2 separate regions of the Triticum aestivum genome follow, and region 1 is linked to region 2. The links are chromatin contacts, called in public Hi-C maps. All regions are on one chromosome and are shown on one strand. Each heading gives the region's core, a stretch centred on a gene start, on an enhancer-like site or on the middle of the called end of the contact. The rest is flanking DNA. Distances are from core to core; before and after follow the strand shown. Region 1 holds the start of LOC123188756 (WPP domain-associated protein). Region 2 holds the start of LOC123188752 (photosystem I reaction center subunit psaK, chloroplastic).

Region 1 (5,265 bases), core at 1,812-4,311, 540 kb after region 2:
TTATGGGCATATGGGAATTGTTAATATCCGGCTGTAGATAACTTAACACTTAACTTAATTAAAATGTATCAACCGCGTGTGTAGCCGTGATGGTCTCTTTTCAGCGGAGTCCGGGAAGAGAACACGGTCTTGTGTTATGCTTGAACGTAAGTAGTTTCAGGATAACTTCTTGATCACTTCTAGCTTCTCGTTGCGTTGCGTTGCTTCTGTTCTCGCTCTTATTTGTGTAAGTTAGCCACCATATATGCCTAGTGCTTGCTGCAGCTCCACCTCACTACCCTTTCCTACCCATAAGCTTAAATAGTCTTGATCTCGCGGGTGTGAGATTGCTGAGTCCTCGTGACTCATAGATACTTCCAAACTGTTGCAGGTGCCGGCGATACCAGTGCAGATGACGCAACCCAGCTCAAGTGGGAGCTCGATGAAGATCTTGATCGTTGTTTTGTTTCGTTTCTTGTTGATCAGTAGTGGAGCCCAGTTGGGACGATCGGGGATCTAGCATTTGGGGTTGTCTTTCTTTATTTTGGTTCCGTAGTTGGACCTTGATTGTATCCTGGATAATGTATGATATTTTTGTATTGTGTGAAGTGGAGATTGTAAGCCAACTCTTTATCCCTTTCTATTCAGTACATGGGATTGTGTGAAGATTACCCCTCTTGCGACAAACCTACCATGCGACTATGCCTCTAAGTCGTGCCCCGACACGTGGGAGATATAGCCGCATTGTGGGTGTTACAAATGATGAATTCATAAATGGTTCAGATCTGAAATCATGGCACCCAGGCACAAAGTGACAAGCATTAAGCATGGCAAAGTCATAGCAACATCAATCTAAGAACATAGTGGATACTAGGGATCATGCCCTAACAAAACTAACTCGATTACATAAAGAATCTCATCCAACTCCTCACCGACCAGCGAGCCTACGAAGAAATTACTCACTCTCGGTGGGGAGCATCATGGAATTGGCGATGGAGATAGGTTCGTGATGACGAAGATCGAAGATCCCCCTCTCTAGAGCCCCAAACGGACTCCAGATCTGCCCTCCCGAGGAAGAACAGGGTTTGGCGGCGGCTCCGTCTCGTGGATCGCGATAATTCTTTTTTCCTTATTTTTTCTGAATAATGTGATTTTATAGTATCAGGGGGGTTGTCAGCGGGGCCACCAGGTGGGTACAACCCACCTGGGCGCGCCAGGAGAGGGGGGCGCGCCCTGGTGGGTTGTGCCCACCCAAGGGCCCCTCTCCGGTGGGTATTGGCTCCAGAAATTCTTATTATTGGTATAAAAAATCCTCAAAAAGTTTCGTTCCAATCCGAGAACTTTTATTTCTGCACAAAAACAACACCATGGTAGTTCTGCTGAAAACAGCGTCAGTCCGGGGTTAGTTTCATTCAAATCATATAAATTAGAGTCCAAAACAAGAGGAAAGACGTGAGAAAAAGTAGATACGTTGGAGACGTATCAGTGTCGATGGTGGACCAGTCATGTAACTTGGGGACGAGGCTGGAGTCGACGGTGCCGTCCACGTGATCAACGAGATGATACTCCCGAAACACGAGGGAAAAGTAGGTCTTCCACGTGTAGTACGAGGAGTCCGCCTGAGACGAACCGGCACCCGCTCGAAGATGTTGAGGCTGCGGATGTCATTGACGTCGGGAGGGTTGGCGTCGGCGAATGGGTTGGAGTTGGTGGACACGGAGGAGGTGACGGACGACATAGCGAGGACGGGACGGAGTGGGCAGCTCGGGTGATGCGGCTGGCGGACGAGCGGCAGTGACTTTGCGCCAGCAGCAACGGAGATGTGGTTCGGACGGCTCGAGTGATGCAACAGTGGTGAGGCAGCAGCGGCTAGGCGGGTTCGCGGAGCGGTGATGCAGCAGCGGCTAGGCGGGTTCGCGGTGCGGTGATGCAAGAGCGGCTAGGCGGGTGCGCGGGTGGCGGGTGGCGGGCGGCTCACGGGGGCGGTTGGCGCGCGGGAGACGGGAGTCGCGCGTCGCGCGAGAGGCAGGTCATTCGCGGGAGGGGTAGCGCGCGGCTCGCGGGGGCGGTTGGCGCACGGGAGGCACGTCATGCGTCATGCGGGAGGCTGCCGTGGATTGATTGGCGGCGGCAGGGAGATCGGGTGAGCGGGAGATGGCGGCGGAAGCGAGAAAAGCTAAAAAAAACTGATATCATGTAGCATATGTGAATTGTACGATGTATTGCTCTTGATGCATAAACACGTATATATGACGTATAAAGATGGACCATGAACCCCAACTATATAAGAAACTAGAAAACGGGCCCAATATATAATATGCACATAACACATATACTCAACAGTATCAACTGTTGATAATCATTGCTTTATATATTGAGCTGGACTAAAGCTTTTTTTTTGAAAATTAAAAAGCACACATAAAAAGGAGGGTCAGCCTTTGACTTGTCTAGAAAAAAGTATCAATGACCTATTAATGTCGTGCTTTAAAATTCGATTCTTCGAGCCTATAATTAGGACATCCTTACTTTAGTCATGCGAAAAGAAAAACGATTGATACGCGATTACTTGAGTCATTAACTAAAAATAGATACTACGATGAATCAACCAAGAGTAAAATAACCCTAAAAAAACCAAGAATAATATAACCGCAAATGAAGGGACAAATATTTGGCAGCAAAGACAAGAGACCAAAAGTCAAGGAAAAAGCCCAAGGGCAAAAAGCCATGGGAGCGGCGAACCAGCTCGCCACACCGGGCACATCCGACGGCCACCCTCAAACTCATGCGCATCTCCCTCGCTCTTGTCCCGTACTGTACGTGTATAATCAGTCCAGCTCAGCACCCCACTCTCTCTCTCTCTCTCTCTCTCCCTCTCCCCCACCGACTGCTGGGCCCCAGCCACACAGCACGTGTCCCACACTACGCGGTCGCTACACACTCCCACCTCCCAACCACCCCGCCGTCCGATGGGCCCCGCGTTGAAATGGACCCCGACGTCAGCTTCTCCGTGCCGTGCGATCAAAAATGGCCGTGCCGCAGCTGGTCCGTTGGTTATTATTACCACCCCGCGCCGTCCGCCTCGCCCCGCCCCGCCCCGCCCGGTGGTGACTTGTCTGGTGTGTCGTCTTCCCCGCGGCAAGCCAAGCCAAGCCAGCGATCGGCCGCCTGGTCCAATCCTCAGCCCGCTTTCACCGCTCCCTCCTCCACCGCCTCTCTGTCCTTGCCCTCTTCTCCCGCTGCAACCACCTCTCCCAACCCTAGCTCCTCTCCTCCCCTTCGGGGCGGCCACGGCTTTCGGAGCCGGAGCCGCAACTCCTGCCCATGGCGCAGATCGAGCCCGTAAGTGTTTCTCCGCGCTCCCGCTTCCGCTTCCTTTTGCACTGTCAATTTTGGCGGTAAATCAACCGTCTCGGCTCGGGGTTGGGTTGAGCTTGCTTGTTAACCGAGTGTCACCCGCTGCCGCTGGTTGTAACTGGAAACGCGTGTCAGCCGTTTTTGTTTATGGTTCTATGGACAGCCGAGGGAGCTGCGCGAGAGAATCAACTGTGCGCTCTGCTGTTGGTTGGCTTCCTACCAGTATTTGGTAATGGTAGGGATAAGAAGAGCAGGGAGAACCAACTGCTGTTAGACTTCCGTGCATTTTTACCGCAACTGGTTTTTTTGGTGTGGGCTGGACTGGAGTAGATACAATTTTTGCTGTTTGCTGCCCATTGTAATGGCCGGCCGTTAAGTGAGAAGCGAATTGTACATCACAATGAGGCAACACTGTGCCCCGCTTGCACATTTTTCTACTACTGCCAAAGCGTAAACATCATCCTAGAACTAATTGTTTGTAATTTTTCTTTAAAATAAATGCTGCAGGTGTTTGACCAAGGAATGGATCCATTTCTTGCTAGGCTGACCATACCAGCAGCCAACACTAGCCAATCCCGATGCACACCTCACAATGGTTTGTCCTTGCTCAATCGGCCTTCTCTCGACACACCCTCGTCTTTGGAAGGTTCACCAGTGCCACCACCGCCATCCTTGTTCTCCTGCAATTGCAGCTGTGATATCGGAAGCAACTTTGAGGCGTTTGCAACTGTAATGTCGCGGCTACACCAACACCTTCTGGATGCAGATGTAGAGATCAACTACACAGACTACTTAGATTTGATGAAACTGGAAGTCGATCAACAGCTTAATAGGCTCAAGGAGGATATGATGCTCTTGAGAAGCCAGAACTTTGTTCATGACAGTGATGCAGATGTTTCATGCCCTGTGATATGCCATCATGGAAAGCCAATAGTAGAGATAGATGAGGTGTTCAATGACCTTAAGCTACTCTTGATACTGGTGTTCCGGCAAATTAAGGACATGTTGAGCCTGTTCAACGCTTCAATTCACGATCTTCAGTGGGAGCATGACTTGCAATTAGAGGTCACCGGCATTATGATTGGAGACTGTATCAGAACTCTTGAGGATGAGCTAGAGAGGAGGTTTTTTGAACAAAGTTCCATTGTTAACAATCTAAGGGAGAACCGGAAGGAAACTGTGGTTCAGTGCGGTGCAATCCGTCAAGAGTTGATGTCTATTTCGGATATGCTGTTACCTTCAGAAGATGAATCACATAGTCCCCGCAGTAAGCATGAAAATCTGGGTAACAGGAGTAACAGATGGAAATACAATCTCTTAAGAAATAAAACAGGGGAGGAACACTCTGCATCTTCCAGTGTGGAAACCAAGAAGTCTGCAACACAGAGATCTGTAAGTCCCAGAGAAGTAATTTCTGAAAAATCCGACTTTCGGCATCTCAAGGGTTCAACTGGGGAAGAAATCATAAACTACTTCAGATCTGAGATTAGTAAATTAAAGAGGTTGCATGAATTGTACTTACAAGATAAAACGGAAGAGCTGTTCAAATTCAAACGAGAGAAGGCGTCATTAGATCTTAAGCATGATCTAGAATTTGAGCATCTAAGAAAGAAAGTTCCTGACATCATTTCAAGGGTTGACACAATCATTGCTAGTACCATAAAGGCACCTACAGTTTGCAGCACTAGCGAGGCACTTGAGGAAAATTGCAGATTGGATAATAAAATTGATTCATTGTACCTTGAAAACCAGCACCTTAGAGGTTTGCTTGCAGAAAAGATGAATGATATTAAGGAATTATCGTGCCAGATATCTGATGCCAGGAGGGAAATATCACTTCGATTGTCACTTGAAGAACAAATTATGAGACAAGTCGGCATCATTAAAGGAGACTATGAGGATCTCTATGTTGAAAGCACTATTAGAGATGAA
Region 2 (5,214 bases), core at 1,261-3,760:
TAATACTTTGAGACGCATGCTGGATAGTTGTCTTGGTGTGGGAGTAATAGTAGTAGATGCACTTGGATTAGCTGTCTACTTGTCACGGACGTAATGCCTATGTAATGATTATGACATGGATGATCATCATAACTATGCTCAATTCTATCAATTGCCTGACAGTAATTTGTTTACCCACCATTACTATGCTTTCGAGAGAGGCCTAATGAACCTGTGGCCCCTCGGTCCATTCTCCATAATACTAAGAATCCTACAATTGCTTTGTTTGCTCTCTTTATTTTCTTCTTACTTTTTATTTACTTTATCTATCACTATCAGTTTTAATCTTGCAACTGGCGAGAACAAGGGGAGTGACGACCCCTTACTTTTCTTGGGTGCAAGCAATTGATGTGTTTGTGTGTAGGTACTGTCTACATTGCTGGTGTGGTGCCTCCTACTGATTTGATAAACATTGTTTCTTAATTGAGGGGAAATACCATCTGCTACTATACTGCTTCACTCTTTCTCTTCTGGGAAACCCAACAACTCCATCGTGAGTACCAGGCGGCGTGCTGGACGACGAGCTGGGCCTCCGGGGTGGGTTGGGCCAAAGCAGCGTCCAAGGGGGTGAGCGCTTGGTCGAAAGGATGCCTGGCTCGAGCCTGCGGTAGCTTTAATCTAGATCTTCTATTGTTGGGTACGCACACGTGGCTACATGCACAGTCTACAACAGGTGTTGGGTTCTGCTGTTAGGATCGATCTCGGCGAGATCACACAAGTCGAGGGCCTCTGGTGTTGCGCGTCTTCGCTTTCCATTTGCCTCACCGTTCCAATACCTTTGTCACATCTCATGCACAGTCTCAAACTTGTCGCCTCTGAACGTGATATGATCTTCTCTCCTGCTTCCAAGCGAACCATACAAGATTGGCACCGTTCCTCTAGATCAACAATCTGCGACCTCCTTGAAACTTGCTCATGATACCACTTGTTAGAATAATTTGAGGCGATCCACTGATGACTAAGCAATCACACGAGGCACGACAGTGAGATTTGCTAACAAGGTTCACCGAACATCGGCTACATCCCTGAGCCTGACTATGGATGCTCATCTCCATGATACCGCTACAATACCACACACCAGCTCCCCTGCATGTATGTCCTGTTATGTTGGCATAGGTTGTTACTTCGTGTGTCTATAAGATACAAAAGTCCTACTATGACACCACAACATACTCTGTCTACACACCATACGACGCAGAGTCTAACTATAACCTACCTTGTACACAATATTCAGCACAACTCTAACACCAGCCGACGACACCCGCACCGAGCGACCCCTCCGGGTAGCAGCCACTACCACGCCACACGGCCAAAGAAGCTCCTCAAAGCCAGCCGAGCTTCGGCGGCGGCACCTCTGGTGACGGCGGGAGGAGAAAGGGGAGGGGTGGAAGAGGAGGCGTCGCTGGTTTCTCCTCAAGCCGTGAGAGGGGGCGACACGAGTTGTTTTGCACTTTTATTGTTACTCTCTGTGAAGAAATATAAGATCGTTTAGATCATTAACTGGTCTAAGTAGTGATTTAAACAATTTTATATTCCTTCACAGAGGGAGTACTTATTTAGTTTTTGGACTCTATGTTGTTCTTTCTATAGCACAGGACGATCTTCACCATGTGAAAGATACTATAGATGATGAAAAACGCATGGGATGAAGGAGTTGCCACACCGGCGCGGCGGTACGTCCCGCTGAAACAAAGATGCATACACATACATTGTACTACACCACATGATCAAATCACGAAGGGAGCATTAATTGATCCACTACATGGAGCGCGCGATGCGAATGCAGAACAGCTATGGACGGAAAAGGAAGGTTCTAGCCGATGATCTGGTCGAGGACGCCGGTGTTCTTGAGGCCGAGCACGATGCCGACGCCCAAGATGTGGCCGAAGGAGCCGCATGCGAGCGTGTCGGCGAGCGTGAAGCCGGCCGGGTCGCCCGTCTGCAGCCCGGACTCGCGCGCCTCCAACTTGAGCCCCGCCGTAGCCTTCCTGTTCGCCGACGGCGCCAGCCCGAACCGCCCGGCGAACAGCATCAGGGTCGTCGTCGTCACCATGATCTGCATCCGCGTATAGTAGTAATTATTTTAACCAAATAAACAATCAATGCCTGACCCATTCGCATGTATACGTAGTACTATGTGTGTGATCTTACGATGTTGGTGGAGGAGCCGATGTAGTCGCAGCGGATGCCCTGGGACCTCTTCCTCAAGGACGGCAGCGTGGCTATGGACCTGGGCGAGGAGTAGCTCCTGAGGCCGTGGAACTGCGGCACGGAGGTCATGGCGGAGAGCTGGGAGGCCATGGCTGCGGATTTGTGTGCTGTGGATGCTGCGATTGCTCAGGTGCAATGCTCAACGAGCTCCTTTCTTAAATCTTGTGGAGCCGGAGCCACACGGGGGATCGCGTGGCGAGCGGCGGCCACTCGAGGATAGGTTTCGGATCCTTGCCACCGACGTGGCGCCCCCTGGTTAGGGAGTGCCTGCCAGTTCGGATAAGATACACCACCGTGTCTAGCTCCTCTCCGTCTGTCGCTATTCTTTTGCTGACGGCATCACCGGCATGAAACGGTTCAGTAAAATAATTAGCTCTTTTCGTTACTGTTAAATAAATAAATAACTACTTCCTCCGATCCTTTTTAGTCTGTATATAAGTTTTATTCAAAGTCAAAGCATGTCTATTTTAACTAAATTTATAGAAAAAAGTATCAACATTCACAATGTCAAATTAATATTATTGGATTCATTATGAAATGTAGTTTCATGGTATATATATTTGGTATTGTAGATGTTGTTATTTTTTAATATAAATTTAGTCAAAGTTTACAAAATTTGACTTGACACAACTCTAATATGCGGAGTAAAAAGGACCGAAGGGAGTATATTTGCAACCTGCAAATTCAAAACAAAAAAAACTTGGTTTTACGTGGCACACACGAATTTGCCAATGAAAATAAAGTGTGTGATGCGTCTTCCAAGTCGTAATGTCACATACACCATGACGGTAGTACCTCAGAGCACACCGAATACCAATCCTGACATCACTACGATAAAGAGGAATGATTGATCATCAACAATATGACCTGATATTATGACGGCATGGCATGCGCAAGCTGTATTTGAATACAACACCACTCTCTCACACTCTGAAAACCCTATATACATTTCATGAGACATGTAAAAAAAACAGAGTCACAAGGGCCACTAGCTCTTGTGTGTTGGTTCTTTAGAAGAACAAAAGGATCAAACAAGCTGACACGCTACAAATCCTACAAAATACACACTACAAACCAACAAATTGCAACACCGGTATTGAACAACATACGTTCCTGATTGACGTACATTCTCAGATATATCATGTTTTCATGCCTCTATCCTGAGAAGTGAGTTGAGGGAGGTGCTGTTGAACTTTTGGGCGAGGCCCCTGATCACCAGAATGACAAGATCTCGCATATGCCGCGTTTGAACCATCAAGTCAACTTCGTTATCACCGTCAACGACAATCTTGAAACGGTGCTGATCGTTACGATATAGCTCAACCTGCAAGCCTCAAATAAATGTTAGCATAAGTGCATAGCATATTGCTGAAGAAAAATGGAGTACATATTACCAATACCAGATTGTATATATCTATCCAGTTCATGGTAACAGCTTACATGGAATGGGGGGGTGTATGTCCCTCGGGCTTCAGTAGTTGCAAATGATGTCTTGGATCCAGGCTTTACAACCTTGATTCTCTTTCTGTTGACTTCCAAAATTCTCCGCTCCAAATGTCCCATCACTTGTGCCTGTTAGTATTTTAATTAATTTTTTGGGTAAGATAGGTATATTTGGATATCTTAGTATGCTGGTGAGCCGATGCGTAAGGACATCAAAAGTTTGGGGAAATACCTTTTTTGGTGTTCGGTCCTTGTCACACAAAACCTGTTTAATGCAAAGTTGATGCACTCTAGTCAGTAGACAAAGAATAAATTTCACTAAGATAACACAAGGTATACCATTACTTTGAAGATCGCAAACATTGTAACAATATTATATTTAAAATAGTTAGTAGTGACTGGAATGTATACAATTGACTCAAGTTTGTTTTCAGATTGCATGTTTCGTGAAAAACACAATTCATTTGCCCAAATCAATGAATTTTCCACTTTGTTGTGGGGAAAAACAAACTCAGGGACTTAAAGAAAAACATGAAAATGCTATTCTAGCTCCTCACTTTTACTTTTTTCCTTCACCCAACCCCAAAACAATGAATTTCCACAAAAAAACTTGCTGGCACATGGCTCCTCTAATATCTACGCATCAGATTTTGAGGGTTTGGTTTGAAACTTCTCAAGTCAATTTTTTAATTTTCCAAAATAAAGAGAGCATGCGCTCCCCGAGAGCACAAACAATCATATTTTCTTTTGCAGGGACAGCACAAATAATCATTGCAATGGAATTTTTCTCAGACTCAGAATTTAGTGGGAAGAGTTCACGACTGTTACTCATCTCTCAGTGACAACAGTGAATAGGAAACTAAACTGATTTTAACAGTTTGTCAAACAGATATTAATCCATTCATGTTAGCTCTGAACTAGAGAAAAAAAAGGGGAATTTCAGAGAAGAAAGGTTGTCACCTCAAACTTGACAGAACCGTCGTCAAGCTTCTGTTTTACTTCCTTGTAAATTTCGGGTTCTGAATAAGATGAAAGCAGAAATTAATACGACAAACTAGTGAAGGCTGTACGAAAACAATGACTAGAATAGCTAAGAGCCTAAGATGATTTTAAATAATGATTCCCTAATTGAATACATTTATCATAAATACGACATGTATGCACTGCCACGTGTTCATGTTCCATTCTATAGAGGCATGCCACATTCATAAGTTTAATAAATACAACAACAACAAAGCCTTTAGTCCCAAACAAGTTGGGGTAGGCTAGAGGTGAAACCCATAAGATCTCGCAACCAACTCATGGCTCTGGCACATGGATAGCAAGCTTCCACGCACCCCTGTCCATAGCTAGCTCTTTGTCGATACTCCAATCCTTCAGGTCTCTCTTAACGGACTCCTCCCATGTCAAAATCGGTCGACCCCGCCCTCTCTTGACATTCTCCGCACGCTTTAGCCGTCCGCTATGCACTGGAGCTTCTGGAGGCCTGCGCTGAATATGCCCAAACCATCTCAAACGATG

The links. A called contact is a pair of places that touch in the nucleus more often than the background predicts.
Region 1: a contact with region 2 is called in a Hi-C map of leaf, with 4 times the contacts expected there. The contact joins the promoter of LOC123188756 here to the promoter of LOC123188752 in region 2. A contact is called at or near these places in 3 of 5 Hi-C or Micro-C datasets (all in leaf).

Annotation. Positions count from the first base shown.
Region 1 is chr2A:389,052,833-389,058,097 of IWGSC CS RefSeq v2.1, forward strand. It overlaps LOC123188756 (WPP domain-associated protein), which reads left to right and starts at 3,062. Exons shown (of 6, transcript XM_044600992.1): 1 at 3,062-3,318; 2 at 3,841-5,265. The coding sequence starts at 3,301.
Region 2 is chr2A:388,509,960-388,515,173 of IWGSC CS RefSeq v2.1, forward strand. It overlaps LOC123188752 (photosystem I reaction center subunit psaK, chloroplastic), which reads right to left and starts at 2,511. Exons shown (of 2, transcript XM_044600988.1): 1 at 2,191-2,511; 2 at 1,686-2,095. The coding sequence starts at 2,340. The coding sequence ends at 1,853. It overlaps LOC123188753 (187-kDa microtubule-associated protein AIR9), which reads right to left. Exons shown (of 37, transcript XM_044600989.1): 34 at 4,654-4,712; 35 at 3,926-3,958; 36 at 3,691-3,822; 37 at 3,098-3,574. The coding sequence ends at 3,398.